Regions from separate parts of the Mus musculus genome. Here regions 2, 3 and 4 are each linked to region 1. Evidence: chromatin contacts called from public HiChIP or PLAC-seq, capture Hi-C and promoter capture Hi-C data. All regions are on one chromosome and are shown on one strand. The core of a region is the stretch at or near the end of the contact, and the rest is flanking DNA. Distances in the headings are between cores, read along the strand shown. Region 1 holds the start of Gpr75 (G protein-coupled receptor 75). Region 2 holds the start of Cpeb4 (cytoplasmic polyadenylation element binding protein 4). Region 3 overlaps Sptbn1 (spectrin beta, non-erythrocytic 1). Region 4 holds the start of Sptbn1 (spectrin beta, non-erythrocytic 1).

Region 1 (2,852 bases), core at 114-2,613:
CTGATTACAGTTGCGGAAGGATGTTGAGGTAACTGGAAGCAAGAACGAGGAACTCCTAACAAATTGCTTAGTGTCAACTCTTAGTAAAATATGGATGTGGCCTTTAATCTCAGTGTTCATGAGGCAGAAGGAGGCAGATTTCTGAGTTGGAGGCCAGCCTGATCTACACAGTAAGCTCCAGGCCAGCTAAGGCTACATAGTGACACTCTGTTGCAAAACAAATAAACAAAAAAATATGTGAAAAGCTGGATGTGGTAGCCTGTAATCTCAGTCTCTCAAGAGCATAAAGGCAGTATCACCTACTTGAAAGCCAGCCTGAGGGAAGGAGGGAGGGGGTCATGAGTAGGTGTAGGGAGGGACAGGGGGAAGAGAAGGCGGGAGGGGGGAGGGGCGATGGGTCTCTAATACTGTGCTGTTTGTTTGTTTGTTTTATTCCCATTCTAAAAGTTGACGGACTGAGGGAGCTGAAGGGCAAGACCAACAGAATCAACTAACCCGGATCCCTAGGAGCTCACAGAGATTATTAATTTTTGAAGCAAACGTTAGGACACTTACAAGTTAACTCATGACCTTGATTATTTCATTGTATTCCAACCCCAAATAAATGCCGAATTTCTTCATGGAAGGCTTTTTTTTTTTTTTTTTTTTTTTTTCCACAGCCCTCACACAAAACTAAGTTCTGTCCCATTCCCACTAATTTGAATGGATCTAGAAAAGCACGGGGAGGCTAAATAACTTGCCCAAGGTCAGTGAGATATTTCAAACCTCCCATTGTTTCTAATCACCTGAACTATCTATCCATTGAGGCTAATAGCTGATGGGGTGGGAAAGATCTGGGTCTCTGGTGGAGGGATAAGGAGTCTGTGGAGCACTGCGTACTATCGTACTATTGACTAAAGGAGTAGGAGATTGCAGGTTTATCCCCAACTGTGATTGGTAACGGGTAGGGGGCTCCCTAGAACTGGAGGAAACACAGGCCTAGGCTAGTCCAGGGATGCTTGGACTCCGCCTGGATGCAGGCAGTGGGTTGTGGTCTGTGTAGAGCTTACAGCAAGGCTGCACAGGAACACAGGTGCGCAACCTACCAGGCCAGGCCAAGCTTAGCCTTCTCCCCGCTCCCGCTCGCCTCACAACCCTGGTGTGATCCTCCCGGTCTGGGCTTGCGGCCTCTCACCTACCAGCTGGCCTCAGCGCCGCCCTTCCTCCTCCGTGTCGCAGTAGTGACCCTATCTGTGCCCGGTGGCCTGGAAGCTGCCGGGCTAGAGTCATCATCGCCATCGCTGCCGCCTCCGCGCATCCCGGGAGCCTAGGCGAGCCGGGCGCGCGGCGCAGTCACCGAACCCGGGGCGCGGCCCCTCCCTCTGACCGTGGCCGCCCCGCCTGCTCGGCACCCTCCCTGCCTGCCCGCCTCAGCCTAGTGGGAGTGCGCTCCGATATGCCAGGGCTGCCTGTGAATTGGCCACTGACCGCTGATACACAGCAAGGAAAAAATGAAAACCAGAGATGCCAGGCAGGAGGAGACAGCTGAGAGTGCCTGCGGAGAGCCTTCAAGCTGATCTCCTTGGCTTTCTAACTAGGCTGTCAGTTCCAGTTTAATAATTAAAGTCATTATGACAAATTGAATCGAACCAATTTCAACACACATATGTGTCTTAGGTCATAGTAAGTACGTGGTTGATGCAAAGTTAAAAAAACAAACAAACAGGTACTATTAAATACCGTGTTGGGTGTAAAAATCTTGAGAAGCAATAGTGTAATTCAGCTAGTCCTGTTTAAAACACCAGCATAAACCATTAGAGCGTTGCTTCTCATCTCCCAAAGTCAATATGTCTAAAACAACAAACCCACTTTAGCTTATATAAGAAACATTCCTAAGTATGTTGTTATGGGCAAACATACCCTGTTAACTCCTTCAGGATTTTAACCTGGTTAATTATGATCTTCTACTTTTCTAATCTCATCCAATACTTAAGAAATAGAGAATGCTATTCAAATGTCCCCCCCCTTTTTTTTTTTGGTTAGAAATCAAAGACTTTGATTCCATCCAGGTGAAATATTTCGTGGCACCATTGCCACTACAACCCCTTTCCGTTTTCTGTTAAGTTTCCTTTATACTTAATGTAATTAAGTATAAAATATAATAATACTAATACAATTCTATTAATTTTCCCATTTTTTACTAAGAAACATGTTGAAGGGATTTGTGAAATCCGAACTATGTTTAGGAAAAAAAATGCTCAAGAAAAACCCCCAACTAATTTTCACATAAATCATGTTCTACTCCCCAGACACTTGGCAATATACTGGTTCTAAGATGTTGTTGGTAAAGGTAACACTGGGCCCTAGAAACATTTGAAGAAAAAAAACACGAATTAGCAGTTAAGAGTGGGAATTCTGACCCAAATTATATGTCTCTCCAAATACATTAAATACTGCCTGTATAATTTCCATTTGGACATAAACGATAACAAAATGTTCAGGCTGAACTACTAGTAGCCATCAGTAGTACATACACCTGAGAGAAACCAACCTCATACTGAGAAAGACAAAGGCTCCACCAATGTTTGTGGGGTTATAAGGCAACACAAAATAATAACATGCACAAAATATGGCAGCAAGGATACTGGATAAAAACAGTGGCATACCAATAATGCAAAAGGCAAAGTCTGTAAAAGTTAATCATGGCTAACAATATGCTAGCACGTGAACAGGCAATAAACCCAGCTTTCCAGCACAATCTTATGGATGGCATGCAAAATAAGGAGCATTCTGGGAAAGTGCACATCAAGGCCAATAAAATGTCCACATTCACTGGGCAGGATGGCAAACAACCATCATTAGGAGCTCCTGGC
Region 2 (2,852 bases), core at 143-2,642, 990 kb before region 1:
CCAGTATTGCTTTGCACTAGCACTCCAAACCCGTAATCCCCCATTTATTATTTTTAGGATCAGAATCTCACAATAAAAAAAAGACAACCTAATGTCTCACGTCTTTCCTCCCCTGTATCTCAAATATGTTTGCTTGAAGTATCTTATTTATAGCTAACTCAAAGATCACAGCTTATCACCCTACGTATCTCTGATTTGGAATTCTGGTCTCTCTGAATGGAAAAGAACCTAAAAAAAAAAACCTCTTAAAATATTGATATGAATCCAATTGGGCTTATTTCAAGGAAGGAATAAAAAAGGAAAAAGGTAAAAATCAAGTCTTTGGTTAGTAAAATAGGCGCTTTCTTTTTCCAAAGGAAAATGTTCATGAATGACAAAAACACAGCTTCTCAAGCATCTATGGATATAGAAGAATAAGCATTGTGCGGAGTAAAAATATATATATATAAAATTTAACAATCACATATGGTCTTCCTCAGCAGTTTAGATTCACATAAAAATTAGAATAGGATTAAGGGGTGAATACGTTCTTTTCTTGGCAGCTTGGTTAAAAAAATCAGGAATAATTTAAGAACATTATATATTATATATTTATATATAGATAGATTATATTAGGTTATCTGGGGCGGGAGGTGAATTTCTGGTTGCCAAAGAGGAAATCAGCCTTGACTAAAGGAAAGATGATTGCAGGGAGATTTCTGCTGTTCCTGGTCCTGTTTCTGTTCTTTTGTAGGGTGCAGTGTGGGCCTCTGGGGCTGTTCCTTGGGCTCCGGGTGCAGATCTTGCTGCGTTTGCTGTTCTTGGGCTCCCCTCGGCCTCCTTTCCCCCATGAAAGGGGTTGGAAACACCCGTTTCTCCCTCTGGGGGGTGTCGCGATCAGGAGGGATTAGCGAGACTGGACAAGGGCAAGCTGGCGGCCCGGGGGTGCGGGGAGCAAGGGGGCGACCTGGAAGGTCCTGCGGTTTCTGCCTCTTCCCCTCTCTGCGGCTCCGGGATTTTTTTCCCTCATGGGACCCAGGGGCGGTTTGTTCAGTTCTCTCAGTTCGATTCTCCGCCGGGGGGAGGGGGAAGGGGGATGGACAAAAAGGAAAACCCCGCTACCGTAGTTACTCTACAGGAGAAAAGCCTCCCCCCTCGGCTCGCGCTCTCTTTTCCCCTAGACTGATTGGAAACTATAATTTAGAAGGCTTTTGTTTCTCCTCACGGTTGCTGGGCCGCCGCCGCCGCCGCTTTTCCCCGGTCCCGCAGTCCCAGCTGTCGTCGTTGCGGACTCCGTCTGGCTCTTCTTTTTCTTCCTTCTTCCTCCTCGTCTTCCTCTGCTGTCGCCGCTGCCGCCGCCGCCGCCGCCGCCACTGCCTCCGGTGCCCAGGTCCCGCAGCCGCGGCTGAGTCCTTCTCCTCAGGACCGAGCCGAGTGAAATGACAACCAGCTGGAAAGACCGAGAGACACTTCCGGTTCGATGAGGGAGGGGCGGGGTGCTGCGGAGGCCACGCCTAGCAGCCGGAAGACCAATCCGACACCACAATCCCGACTAGGCCACGCCTCCCAGCCTCAGAGCTCCACCCAGGAAGGTCTCTGGTCATCTCAGAGCCGCCTCTTCCGCCTGCGCCTCGCCCAGCGGGGCCGGCGTCGGCCTCGGGTCTGCGCACCCAGTGCAAGCGGTGCACCGCCATCTTTTTTATGGGCAAAGATTCCTTTGCGATTTATGTTCCCAAAGCAGGCTTCTTAGGAAGTCCGTAGAGAGACGCTCGGAAGAGAATGGACATCTTGCACACTGAAACACTGAGCTAAAGTGTTGGGGGTCGAAGTGGCAACCCATGAAACCTAGAATAAACGAGAGGCCTGCCCTGAGTAAAGGTGGGTGCCCCGGGCATCACGTGCTCTGGCCCGAGCTCCGCCCCCGAGGGATGGAAGGAGAGGCGGGTTTTCCCGGCATCTGTGCTGTGCCTAGAACTGCATAGTCCTTATCCTGAACGCACGTCTCCGGAGGGATTCCCTTCAGTCTCCATTCCTCCACCCGAACCACCTACTCTCCCATCCTCCCTTTGAGATGCAGATGCTGTAGGCGTCCATGGCTGAGCCACCAACTATTAGCTTTCTACTCCACCTTCCAAGCAGAACGGAGGGATTTTTCTAAAAACGAAATTCCAGTCACGGTCCTGTTGTGCTCATACCTTTTTAAAAATGGCAGTCCGTTACCTGGAGAATAAAGACCAAACTCCGTATTGTCCTGTGGGCAGTATTCTCTGTGCCTTTTTCCACGCCTTTGTCGTCTCCTCTTGGCAAACTCTCATTTCGTTTTAGGAGTAAGTCTCCAACCTACCTACTCTGCCTTCGGAATCTCTTTTTACAGGCATACATGACCCTCGATACCGCTCATGCTTTTATATGGCATTATATTACATTGGTGGCTTATGTCTCTAAATCAGTGCTTAAAACAGTAGTTCTCAACAACTGGGTTGTGATGCCTTCAGGGAGGTGTCCAATGACCCTTTCACAGGGATTGCCTAAGACCCTCAGAAAACACAGATGTTCACATTACAATTCATAACAGTAGCAAAATTACAGTTATGAAGTAGCAACAAAAGTAATTTTATGGTGGGGAGGGGTCACCACAGCACGAGTAACTGTATGAAAGGGTCGCAGCATTAGGAAGGTTGAGAGCCACTGCTCGAAAGATTTGACATTGAAGATTGGAAGCACCAGAGAGGAATCTTGAATGGAGACATACATAGAGAAAAGCAGCAAGAATGAAATCTTTTCTGAAAGGTCTGATATTCAAATCTGAATTCATCATTTAGTTTCTTATGCCATTTGGTTTGGAGCTCACATGTTGGTTATTTGCTGTCTAC
Region 3 (2,852 bases), core at 98-2,597, 720 kb after region 1:
GCTCCAGAGGACAACCTCAGCTGTCATTTTTTGTGTGCCATCCACCTCATTTTTGAGACCTTTTATTTGACCCCAGCACTTACTACTTAAGGCTAGACTGGCTGGCCAGCAAGACCCACAGCTGACCTCTTTGTGTCTCCCCAGTGCTACAAGGACATGCCACCACACGCAGTCTTTCACATGGGTGCTGGAGATGGAAGTCAGGACAGACTATCATCTTCTTAGTCCTGTATGTTTTCTTTGTCCCTCCCCTCCATGGATTTGATCCTTAAAATCATAAACTGGCTGGAGACGGATAGCTGTGTTCCTGTTTTCCTCTTGCTTTGGCAAGCTAATTAGTAGTATCTGTTTTCCCTGGGCATTGTGGTGTGTGAGCAGGCTTTTGAGGTTCTTTGGGGTTCTGGTGAATTACCCAAAACACTGGTGTCTCAGTTTCCTCCTGAAATTAACCCTGAGACAGAGTTAGTGGAGGTAGCGCCTAACACAGCTTCCACTGGTGCACAGGAACAGTGGCTGCTCCTCTGTCCTCCTGCCTTTTTTCTCTGGCTACTTCAGCCTGCTATGCTTTGTGTAGACAGAAAGCAGTGGATTGCCAGCTTTACAATATAGTTTTCTTCAAGTGAAGCAGTTTTGAAGGGAACCATCTTCGTGAATGCTTCTAAACATTTCACATGGAGTCTTGTCTGTAACTACACACCTTTTACGTAGTTCTGACTTGGGCACTATACACTGTTGTTAATTCACATTGTCTCCTGGGTCTTATTTTCAGTGGTAGTTCCATTTCTCTACCACTTATTTTCAGAGGAAGCTGTGGCCATAATTCCAACTTGCTCCACAGTCTTGGCTTCTTATAAATTATGATTTTAAGGGGTTCACTTTGAAGTAGAACTGGCAGGGACATAGAGGGGTTCAGTGTGCTTTCAGGGTTTATAGCTGCAAAGTATCTGTCCTTGCTGCGCTCCTCAGAAGACAGACTCTGCCCTCTGTCCATGGGCTTGTACCTCTGATGCAGGGTGCAGGTGTTATATAGAGCTCATAGCTCGTTTTATAGTCTGCAGATCGGCTGCATGTGCCATTTTGGATTTGTGGTGATACTGTGTTAATTGTAGGGCCCTAGGAATGCTTAAACAAGTGTTCTACATTCCTAGTCCTGCTTGGACTTTCAGAATAGATGTTTACGTGTGTGTTTTGTTCGTCCTGGGGGACTGTTAGGAAAAAAATTTAACTCAGGTTCTATTTATATGCCAACCAGCAAACGTGAATTGCAGGCTCCAGACCAGCCCCAGGGAGTACTCTAGTCAGAAGATGAGTTTCCTTCCTCCTGTTGCCTTAGAGCAGCTGCTGCTCTTATCAGTAGGACCAGTTGCTTGTTTGTGGTTTCCTGCTATGTCGTTGTGCATGCTGCTCCAGGAACAGCAAGATCTCCATCCCTTCTTGTCTTTCATTGGGATCTCTCAACCTCCTTAAAAAAGGGAGGAGGTGGGGAAGGTTTTGCTTTTATGGATAAGTCCTTGAAATTTTTAGTCTTATGACAGTTGGCCTTGTTTGGATCTTGTTAATGTTTTCTGTTTTGCTTTATTTTATATTTTTATTTGTATGAGTGTTTTCCCAGTGTTTTATCTATGCGTATCACATGCATGCCTGTTGTCCAAGGAGGTCAAAAGAAGGTGTTGAATCCCCTAGGACTGGAGTTACGGATTGTTGTGAGCCCCCATGTGGGTACTGGAGACAAAACCCTGGTTCTTAACTGCTCTTAACTGCTGGGTCATCTCTCCAGCACCAGTTGTTTTATTGATTACATTTAAAATTTTTATTTGATGTGTGTGTGTGTATATGTGTGTGTACTTAGAGGTGACTTTGTAGATGCCATAGTTTATATGTGGAGGTCATAAGAACTTGAGGAAACCAATCCTCTCCTATCATATGGGGAGGGGGCTGTTAGATTTAGATATCAGGCCAAGTAGCAGTGCTTTTATTTGCTGAACCATTTGACTAGCACTATATTAATTTTTAAGTTTTATTATCTTATATAAGTGGGTGTTTTGCCTGAATGTATGTCTGTGCATCATGTAATGCTAGTAGAGGGTGTCAGGGAATATCCTGAAATAGAGTTACAGTTGTGAGTTTCCATGTGGGTGCTCAGACTTGAATCTGGGTCTGTTGAAAGAACAGCTAATGTTCTTAATCATGCAGCCATCTCTTCAGCTCCTATGTAAATATTCTCCTGTGTTAAAATAGCACAGTTTATATATATATGTATATATATGTGTACATATATATACATATATATGTATATTTGTATATTTTGTGGCTTTACAGGTATAAGTAACAGTTCAAAACAAGAATTGTCAAACTCTGTAGGTTTGTTTTTTAGACATCTTTATCTAATTGTATTTACATTTTAGACATTAAAGAACAATTAGAAAACATTTCAATTGTGAGAGGTTTATTGCACCACAATAATATTTAATTACTTAGACTATGTTTCTGTGCTTAGAGATTTCTTCCCTCTGTGATTTCCAGGGAACCACTAACTAGCTGCAGAAGATGTATTAAGAATATTCCTTTTTCCTGGGCCGGATGGCTCATGGTTTTAATAGCAGCACGGGAGAGGCAGAGGCAGTGAGTTTGAGGCCAGCCTGGTGTACAAAGTTCAGGGCAGCCAGGGCTCTGTTACTCAGGGAAACAATGTCTCAACACCCTCCTCCCTAAAAGAACATCCTTCTTGGACACTAAAAGTGCTTGTGAAGTTTGTTGTGTGGCTGCCCTGCCCAGTGGGTGGGTAAGGCTCTAAACAGGTGACAAATGGAGCTTTTACCCTGAAGAGGTTATAGGCTGGTAGAGAGAAGAGG
Region 4 (2,852 bases), core at 132-2,631, 670 kb after region 1:
TGGCACCAAGAACTATCCTTTAGAATCACATCCACCAGTGGCCGATGCTGACTCAAAGGTCATCATCAGCCAAGTCTGATGAGCTATGCAGGGGAGCCCTGTCTAGCTCCCCTAGCCTTGTCTCTCCTTACCTTTCCCTCTGCACACCTGACTCCAACTATACTGAGCATACCTTGGTGTACCTTTGTCTGGTGTGCCATTCTTCTTGATCTGGCCATGATCTGTACCTTTTAGACACCGAGACCTACACTAAGCAGAGTATTTATTTCTGACCAGTCTAAAATAGCCAGTTTCAAATTCATCTGTTTGTATTTTATTTTCCTTAAACTCTCTGGCTTTTGTGTGTGTGTGTTTTTGGTCTCCCTTCTATGAGGATGTAACACTTGTGTCATTTATTGTTCTCCCCAGGAATCTAGAGCACTGCTGATCATGTAGTAATTCCTCAATATGGTTGGGTTCTGCATGTGAGTAATAGCTGTATTGAATGGAGAAACTGTATTTAAAACTAAACATATTTCTCTTGATCCTCCAAGAATACATTGATAAAGTGAAGACTTTAGTGAGCCAGAGCTTATTTCATAGTTATTCCTTAAAAAAAAAAAAACCCACCATTATCCTCAAGGGCTTTAAAGGAGTGGGCATTACTATTGGTATTGGTCCTAGAATTTATAGTAACAATGGTATAAATAATTATAATACCTATTGAGTATTTACTATGCATGGATACTATCTTTGTTGCCATATGCTTCCATCTTAACCTTAGGCATCAATTCTAATATGTAAATGAGACATAGAGACAGAATGATTTGTTAGTTTTTCTTATATAGTAGCTTATGAAGGAAAAACTAAACGGTAATAGACAATAAAACTAAGGGAATTCACTTAAAAAGATCCATGTAGATGCTGATACAGCCCTGATAAAACATTAAACCTTCACCTTAAACTTTTTTGGTTCATTTTGCTCTGTTTTGGTTTTTTTCAAGACATGGTTTCTCTGTGTAGCCATAGCTGTCTTGTACTCCAGGCTGGCCTCAGACACATAGAGATCAGCCTGCCTCTGCCTCCTGAGTACTGGGATTAAAGGTGTGCACCATCACTGCCCAGACACTTTAAACTCCTTTAGGAAAGAACATTAATTTGGCACCCAGTGTTTCCTTCAGTCTTCTCCCTCCTCCGGGTTTGGGGAAAGCATTAAAGTAGCATGACCGAGGTCACACATGTGCTATGAAGCAGAGCCAAAGTTCAGAACTGGCCTTGGCTCTAGAAGGCACATCTGGACAAGCAGTGACTGTCCTAGTTTTTCCTTATTATCACCCCAGCAGGTGTATAGAGGATGTACACTTTGTATACACACCTGTGCTTTTCCTTTTTTACTCACAGAACTCTGAAAAGTAACTGATGTGGACAAGCAGCTGAGACAGTCAAGATGACGACCACGGTAGCCACAGACTATGACAACATTGAGATCCAGCAGCAGTACAGTGATGTGAACAACCGCTGGGATGTGGATGACTGGGACAATGAGAACAGCTCTGCAAGGCTCTTTGAGCGCTCCCGCATCAAGGCCCTGGCAGGTAAGTGTCCTGATGTTGTATGTCCCACCTGTCACCAGATGTTCTGTAGTCCCTTGAACATCAACCATTTCTCTTTTAAGCTGTCTTGCTTGAAGTTGACCTCTCCCTGCTTTAACATATCCTATGAGAGCTTGCTTACCCTTTTATAAGACATTTACTTTTGGAGAGCTGCCGAACTTAATGACCAACATAGTTTAGAACACAGTAAATAATGTTTACAGCAATTTAGAAAGAGCTGCTAAGAGTTTGTAAGGATTTTTTAATTCTAACACATCTTTAATTTCAAGTGTTTTAACATACTATATTTATATAAAATATCCAACTTGGCTGTATACGTAATGCCAGTGGCAGATTAGCTGATCTTTTCGGTGAGAGGTTGGTAAGTACCTTGTTACAAGGGCTTTAGATCTGAAAAGTAGCAGTGTCCTGTGGGAAGGCCATATTTAATGCTGTTAATGAGTAGGTTTGCCACTGATCATTCCCATTCAGTTTCATTTTCTAGAGAAAAACCATGCCAGGTAGATGTTAAGTAGTTATTCCAATTATATTCTAGTTTACGATACAAAGTCTATTATAATAGGTGCCTTGATTATTAAATTGTAAGTTTGTCAGTACTTTTGACATGATTCACATGAACTAGAAACCCACAAGAAAGTATTCAGGAAACAAGGGAGCTAAACATTTATTCTGTGTCTGCTGATTGGATTCTTTGAAAAGAATCCTGAATTCATGATTATTTTTAGTCAAGTCATTTCTGTTTGCCAAGAATAGAGATGCATGTACTCTGAATTAAAGAGATGTGTTTGCTAGTAGAAAACACAGTTGTTCAACATGGACAGAGCCCTCATTTCATCCTTGCCATACAAAAACAAGTAACAGCAGCAGCATGTGATAGAATTAAAGGAGAATAAAGGGATTATCGTAAAATATCAGACAGGGGCCAGGTGTGGTGGCCATGCTTTTAATCCTAGCACTCAGGAAACAGAGGCAGGCAGATGTTTGTGAGTTTGAGGCCAGCCTGGTTTACCTAGCAAGTTTTAGGCCAGCTAAGATTGATGTGGTAAGACACTGTCTCAAATAAGAGAAAGAGAGATGGATGGAGGGAGACAGGGAAAGTGGAGGTTGGTCTCATGCAAAGCAGGCTCAACAAAGCCATGTGCTAACTGCTATAGGACAGTATCTCAGTTATTCTTCATTTGTTGGAGCCCTCCACTTAGTAACTGCGCCTTCATAATTTGTCTTACACCAGACTTGGGTGCAATGTAGATTCAATGAAAC

The links. Promoter capture Hi-C pulls out the DNA fragments that hold promoters and counts their contacts. HiChIP or PLAC-seq counts read pairs in DNA pulled down with a chosen protein or histone mark. Capture Hi-C pulls out chosen DNA fragments and counts their contacts.
Region 2: a contact with region 1 is called in an H3K27ac HiChIP or PLAC-seq map of SST interneurons, with 8 times the contacts expected there. The contact joins the promoter of Cpeb4 here to the promoter of Gpr75 in region 1. A contact is called at or near these places in 2 of 39 promoter capture datasets (embryonic stem cells and hippocampal neurons) and 1 of 115 datasets of contacts at active chromatin or transcription factors (SST interneurons).
Region 3: a promoter capture Hi-C map of embryonic stem cells shows a contact between it and region 1, with 4 times the contacts expected there. The contact joins the enhancer-like site here to the promoter of Gpr75 in region 1. A contact is called at or near these places in 2 of 39 promoter capture datasets (embryonic stem cells and pre-B cells) and 3 of 115 datasets of contacts at active chromatin or transcription factors (embryonic stem cells, large pre-B cells and trophoblast stem cells).
Region 4: a contact with region 1 is called in a capture Hi-C map of embryonic stem cells, with 9 times the contacts expected there. The contact joins the promoter of Sptbn1 here to the promoter of Gpr75 in region 1. A contact is called at or near these places in 3 of 39 promoter capture datasets (cranial neural crest, liver and pre-B cells) and 1 of 9 other capture datasets (embryonic stem cells).

What each region holds. Positions count from the first base shown.
Region 1 is chr11:30,883,869-30,886,720 of GRCm38.p6, reverse strand. Gpr75 (G protein-coupled receptor 75) reads right to left here and starts at 1,363. Exons shown (of 2, transcript NM_175490.4): 1 at 1,179-1,363. It also overlaps a transcript of Erlec1 not described here.
Region 2 is chr11:31,869,480-31,872,331 of GRCm38.p6, reverse strand. It overlaps Cpeb4 (cytoplasmic polyadenylation element binding protein 4), which reads right to left and starts at 1,392. Exons shown (of 10, transcript NM_026252.4): 1 at 1-1,392. The coding sequence starts at 44.
Region 3 is chr11:30,164,881-30,167,732 of GRCm38.p6, reverse strand. The region is part of intron 1 of Sptbn1 (spectrin beta, non-erythrocytic 1); the gene reads left to right. Among named protein-coding and RNA genes, the nearest start is that of Sptbn1, 53 kb to the left of the region's middle. Within about 2 kb of position 1,347, at least 109 of the 459 cell types and tissues checked have an H3K27ac peak or open chromatin away from gene starts, as enhancers often do. A contact at or near this core is called in pre-B cells and trophoblast stem cells, where this site is marked.
Region 4 is chr11:30,218,301-30,221,152 of GRCm38.p6, reverse strand. Sptbn1 (spectrin beta, non-erythrocytic 1) reads left to right here and starts at 1,381. Exons shown (of 35, transcript NM_175836.2): 1 at 1,381-1,574. The coding sequence starts at 1,427.